Linked DNA regions of Zea mays: region 2 is linked to region 1. The links are chromatin contacts, called in public Hi-C maps. All regions are on one chromosome and are shown on one strand. The core of a region is the stretch at or near the end of the contact, and the rest is flanking DNA. Distances in the headings are between cores, read along the strand shown.

Region 1 (2,700 bases), core at 15-2,514:
GTCGGTGCACACCAGACAGTGTCTGGTGCGCCACTTGGCAGCACACTCTCAGTCTTGCTCCAATTTTTGATTGAGTCCCTAACTGAATTTCTTTCTTGGTTTGTGTTGAACCCTATGCACCTGAGATAAATGACATCTAGACAAACTAGTTAGTCCACGTGGTTTGTGTTGGTCGTCAATCACCAAAATCGATTATAGGAAATGATTAAGTCCATTTCCCTTTCAATCACAACCCCAAATGCGTGCCAACCATTCCATCTAGATATAGAAATGCATCCGACATATAATGTCTGTACTCCAACGATCGCTCCATGGATAGATTTCATGATGGCATTGCAAAAACAATCTTTCTTTTTAGGTCTTCTTGAACATGATGTATGAAATTGCCTATATGGATGTATAAATTTGAAAAGTATGACACAATCTTATGTACAATATGACCATGTTTGATGTTCTAATATTCGTACATAATACAACTATGCCTCTTATACATGTACAACCAAAAAATGAGACATGGACACTATGGACATTTTCCTCGTACACCATTCTAAAGAACACACGGGAGAAGTTGTTTTGCCAAATGAATTGCAAAATGGCTCTTGCTCCTCCGGAGAAGCCAATATGAACGAGCGGAGCTAGAGCTAGAGATGTTTTTAGAGGAGCTTAAGCCCTGCCAAAGAGGGACTTAAAACGTTGATCAAAGTGAGATATCCACTCGATATTTGGAACGCGGGAATTTCATAGGAATGGTATAGAAATTTTACAGGAATTAGTTCAAAAACACAAGATAAATGTAGGATTCAAGAAGTTTCTCTTTGTTCCAAAAGAGCCCTTAGAGCAGTTCCAACCCTTCACGTCATCCAGTTTCTATAGCATTAATTTAGCTGCCACATAGCCTAAAATATGATGTGGCAAACAATAAACGAAGAAAGATGTGTTTTGCATAAGACTTTGTTTCAACACGATATCCCAAAGAAGAAGAGTATTAAATTTAGTTTAATAATATTAATTTTTGTACTGGAGAGGAAATGACTATAAATAGTGTCTTAGGTTAGGACTGGGTAGAATGCGCAGGATTACGTGGGGACTGATTATTGGTGTGGCGTGAAGCATGAATGAAGGCAGGGCGAGCGGCGCATAGGATCCAGATCTTGCGAAGAAAAAGCAATATGAAAGCAAGCCGTTTCCGCGTTGAAACCCAGCACCCCAGCAGCAGGCGTCCAACAACACCTCTCTTTCTCTGCCTTCTCTTGGTGGTGGTCTACTGGTCTTGGTCCCGTGTGCGGCAAGGCCAAGGCCAACCCGGCTGTCTCTCCTCTCCTCTCCTGCTCTTGACTTCCATTTCCATCCCAATTCCCACCACTGACCTGACCGCCCGCACGCCGCCCTTGGCCTCGATCACATCATCCCTCCGCTCCACTTTTGCCGCCGTCCTCCGTCTCCCTCCCCCCGCGTCCAAATCCAACCATCCCCACCGCGCGCCTCCGCCATGGATCCCTTCCACCACCTCAACAGCTCCTTCTCCAATCCCTACCACCCGCTCCTCTCCCCGTCGCCGCCGCACTTTCCCCTGCCGCCCCCGCCCCCGCAGCTGCCCTCCGTCTCCGCCGCCTCCAGCGCGAGCCTCGAGCGGGAGCGCCTCCCGCAGTGGTCCCACGCCGAGACGGCCGCCTTCCTCGCCGTGCGCGCCGACCTCGATCACTCCTTCCTCACCACCAAGCGCAACAAGGCGCTCTGGGAGGCCGTCTCCGCGCGCCTCCACGCGCAGGGCTTCGCGCGCACCCCGGACCAGTGCAAGTCCAAGTGGAAGAACCTCGTCACCAGGTTCAAGGGCACCGAGGCCGCCGCCGCCGCCGCCGCGGCCGACCCGGCCTCCGCGCAGCAGCAGCAGCCGAGGCCGCAGTTCCCGTTCCACGACGAGGTGCGGCGGATATTCGACGCCAGGGCCGAGCGCGCGCAGGCATTGGAGAGGAAGAGGGCCAAGGGCAAGGGCGTCCGCACGGCGGCGGCGGCGGCGCTGGACGACGAAGGCGCCGGCGAGGGGGACGACGCCGCCGATGTTGACGACGACGAAGAGGACGAGGACGAAGAGGCCGCGGCGGGCGACGAGGAGGCCGGCGGGGGCCTGCCTGCTGCGGCGGACGCGGGCGGCAGGGCCGGCGCGAAGAAGCGCAGGCGGAAGCAGGCGCGCGCCGCCGCCGCTAGGGCCGCGGCGGGGCAGGGCGAGGTGGAGGCCATGCTGCGGGAGTTCATGCGCCGGCAGGCCGAGATGGAGGAGCGCTGGGCGGAGGCCGCCGAGGCGCGCGAGGCCGAGCGCCGGGCGCGCGAGGAGGAGTGGCGCGCCGCCATGGTCGCGCTGGGCGAGGAGCGCCTCGCGCTCGTGCGCCGCTGGCGGGAGCGCGAGGACGCCCTGCGCGCGCGCGCAGAGGAGCGCGAGGAGCGCCGCCACCAGCTCGTCGCCGCGCTGCTCGCCAAGCTCGGCGGCGCCGACTGCTGACGTGTCGTGCTGCGTCGATCGGCATGCATGATGCATCATCCATCGATCGATGGTCTCCCTCGCGCGCGCGCGCCACGCGACCAGCTCGTCCATCCGAATCGGCGAATCCTTCGACCCCCCGCCCACCGGTACGGACCAAACAACCCACGCACGCCCTACTCCTACTCGCTCATCATCCGTAGTGCACAACTTCACCAAAGCTA
Region 2 (2,700 bases), core at 7-2,506, 37 kb before region 1:
TAGTCCCTAGCTAGTCTCTCCCGGCCGGATCGATGCACCCCAATCGATCGTCAACCTCTGTTGTCGCGTCTGCTCTACTGCGCCTTTGACAATGGCCGTGGACCAGCCCGGCCGGCGGCGACGTGCGGCGTGCGGGGCGACACGTGCTCATCCTGGCACCGCCTTGGACCAACCACGTACGCCACGGCATTGCGTAGGCGCGTACGCGCCCACGACCAACATGCCAAGATTGACCGCGACCGACTCTCGAGCACGTCCAGAAATCGGGAGCATGCGTGCAGAAAGAGGGTAGCGGAGCAGCTCTCCCAGACATGCTAAGCATGAAAGGGGTGTGCAGGCTTCTCGTCTCTCTATCGTCTCTACTCCTTGCGTCAAAAAGTAAATGCATATTTTGTTCTTTAAGAAGTCATTTTTAAGTTTAAGTATAAATATCAAAAAAAAACATTATCAATGTATGTACCTCTAAATAAGTTTGTTATAAAAAAACAATACTTTATATTTAATCTGGTGTAATGGTATTTTTATACATCATAAATAATAGTGTTTTTTTTTGTATAAATTTAGTTTAGCTTTAAAAGGTTTTTTTTACTCTTCCGCCGAAGATGAGACACGTAATTGTTTGGGCGACGGAGGAGTACGTACTTGCTGTTGACATAGGCAGTCGTACACGTCTCCGAGCATACGGCCCGAACGCGCGCGCGCGCGCCAAGTGTCAAACGCACGCACAAGCGTGTCGTACACGAATAGAGATAAAACATCGTACAGGAGTAGATTGCAACGCGTGAATGAGGGAATGGAAAGCCACGCACCTGCAGCAAGCAATCATGACGGCGCTCCGGTGGTCCGGCGGGCCGGCCGGCCGGCGGCGGCGCGTCCAGATAATGGGAACGGTGGCTGGCCAATTAGCTGTTCCTTGCAGCGCAGGCCACGACACACACGTCCCCGTCGCGGGCCGCCCACCTGCACGACGACGCGGACGCGACAGGCTCGCGACCCGCTTGCTCCTCCCTCCTGCTGCAACTGCATGCGGCATGCCGGAGGCAGCGGTTGAAAAAAGAAAGAAAGAAAGAAATAAAAAAAAGGGAGCTTGCCCGACACACAGTCTCTGACCAGAGAGATGCTTCGCAGCAAAGGAAGAAGACTCGCGTGGTTCCGTGGAGTGACGAAACGAAACGAAACGGGTGGGCATGCAATGCAAAGGGCCCTGCTGCCGTCTGACGACGCGCTGTCGTGCGCGTGACGCAACCCTGCACTCCATAGTCCATGCAGGAACCGTCCCGGGCCGCCCCCACACCCCCGCATCCCCGCGCCCGCGGGCCCGGCGTGGGCATGCCGCATGACCGCTCGGATCCTTTGTGAACGCAGCGTGACGGCGGCCACATGAGTAGTACGGTGCCCCCTACACCAGTTTGGGTTCACTGAAGCTTCTTCTTTTTCATTGTGTTGTGTATATCCGGATTGAAACACCACGTATAAATCTGTTTAAGTTTTCACGAGACAGTAGCCTATTGGATTCAAGAAAACGACGGTATCTCATATGCGCGGAGATACTAAGAACGGATTAGTTGATCTAGCATTAACGATCTAAACTAGTTTAATCGTCCTAGCTCAACCAGTCCACTGCAACTGTCCAAACCTTAATGAGTGTGATTGACCGACAGGCGACACTTTAATTTGGCCAGCCCAGCCCAGCCCAGCCTAGCCGCTTTCTTCTTTGCAAGATTACTACAGCAGTATGTAATGGCTCCAACCGGACGACGCGTGTGTCGTCCAAGTCAATGCCATTCATACAACGATCCGAAAAGGTTGTGTGTGGTTGGGGTTCATTTTTTTTCTTGCAGTCACATTGCTAGTTGACCTTTGTAGTACGAGATGTCTTCTCTTTTCCCAGCTTTATCCACAATGCACTCGTGTATCGGTGTATGAGCAGTAATGCCAACCATGTCTTACGACACTACAGTGATATCACTAGAACCTTACCTTACGTACATACTAATCTCCAGATACGATGTTGAGAGCCATTCATGAGTTTATTTATGACGTCAAATAAGTCTCATCAGATTAATCATACATAAGTATCGGTCTCTTTTTTTTATGTTTTAGTTCAGCTTTTTAGAGCCCCTCCCAATTAGGAGGGCTCTCTTGACAGCTCCTCCTCCGGCTCATCGTGAAGCCGTGCCAAACGATCTCAAAAAACGGCTTCTCGTCAGGAGCCTTCAAAAAGGTGGAGTCATTTTCTTGTCGGGAGCGAGAGTACCAGAAACATGGCTACTACGGGCTCCTCCTACCCAAAATTACCAATTTACATTCTTGCCATCGTCTCCTATGTGTTGCGTTTGTGAGTTCTCTTCTCCATCGTGTGTCGCTCCAATGAACCATTTACGACGAGGCCAAACTCCGGATATGCGCAGATCGACGACGGGCGAATCTGGTGGCTCGCAAGCGGAGTGAGGCGTGCTTGTCGGTACCTAGGACTATCGTCGCCCCACGTCATCCACCATGATAAATACGAGATAGCCAGGCAGCTCCAGGCCCCTCGAATACGCGTGGCCTCACCCGGGGTAAAATGTTGGTTTTACCCCTACCTTACGGCTCCTTCCTGGAGAAGCCGCCGCTGCCTGACCCCTCTCCTGGCCTATAAAAGAGAGAGGGCCTCCTCAGGGCAAGGGGATGGACCGATCGAGTAATAGAAGGATGGAC

The links. A called contact is a pair of places that touch in the nucleus more often than the background predicts.
Region 2: a contact with region 1 is called in a Hi-C map of bundle sheath, with 6 times the contacts expected there. The contact joins the enhancer-like site here to the promoter of LOC103629174 in region 1. A contact is called at or near these places in 10 of 25 Hi-C or Micro-C datasets (bundle sheath, ear, endosperm and 4 more) and 2 of 3 datasets of contacts at active chromatin or transcription factors (leaf and seedling).

What each region holds. Positions count from the first base shown.
Region 1 is chr6:33,468,484-33,471,183 of Zm-B73-REFERENCE-NAM-5.0, reverse strand. It overlaps LOC103629174 (trihelix transcription factor GT-3b), which reads left to right and starts at 1,264. Exons shown (of 2, transcript XM_023300439.2): 1 at 1,264-2,625. The coding sequence starts at 1,490. The coding sequence ends at 2,497.
Region 2 is chr6:33,505,682-33,508,381 of Zm-B73-REFERENCE-NAM-5.0, reverse strand. No RefSeq gene overlaps it. Among protein-coding and RNA genes, the nearest start is that of LOC103629174, 37 kb to the right of the region's middle. Within about 2 kb of position 1,256, at least 18 of the 20 cell types and tissues checked have an H3K27ac peak or open chromatin away from gene starts, as enhancers often do. A contact at or near this core is called in bundle sheath, ear, endosperm and 4 more, where this site is marked.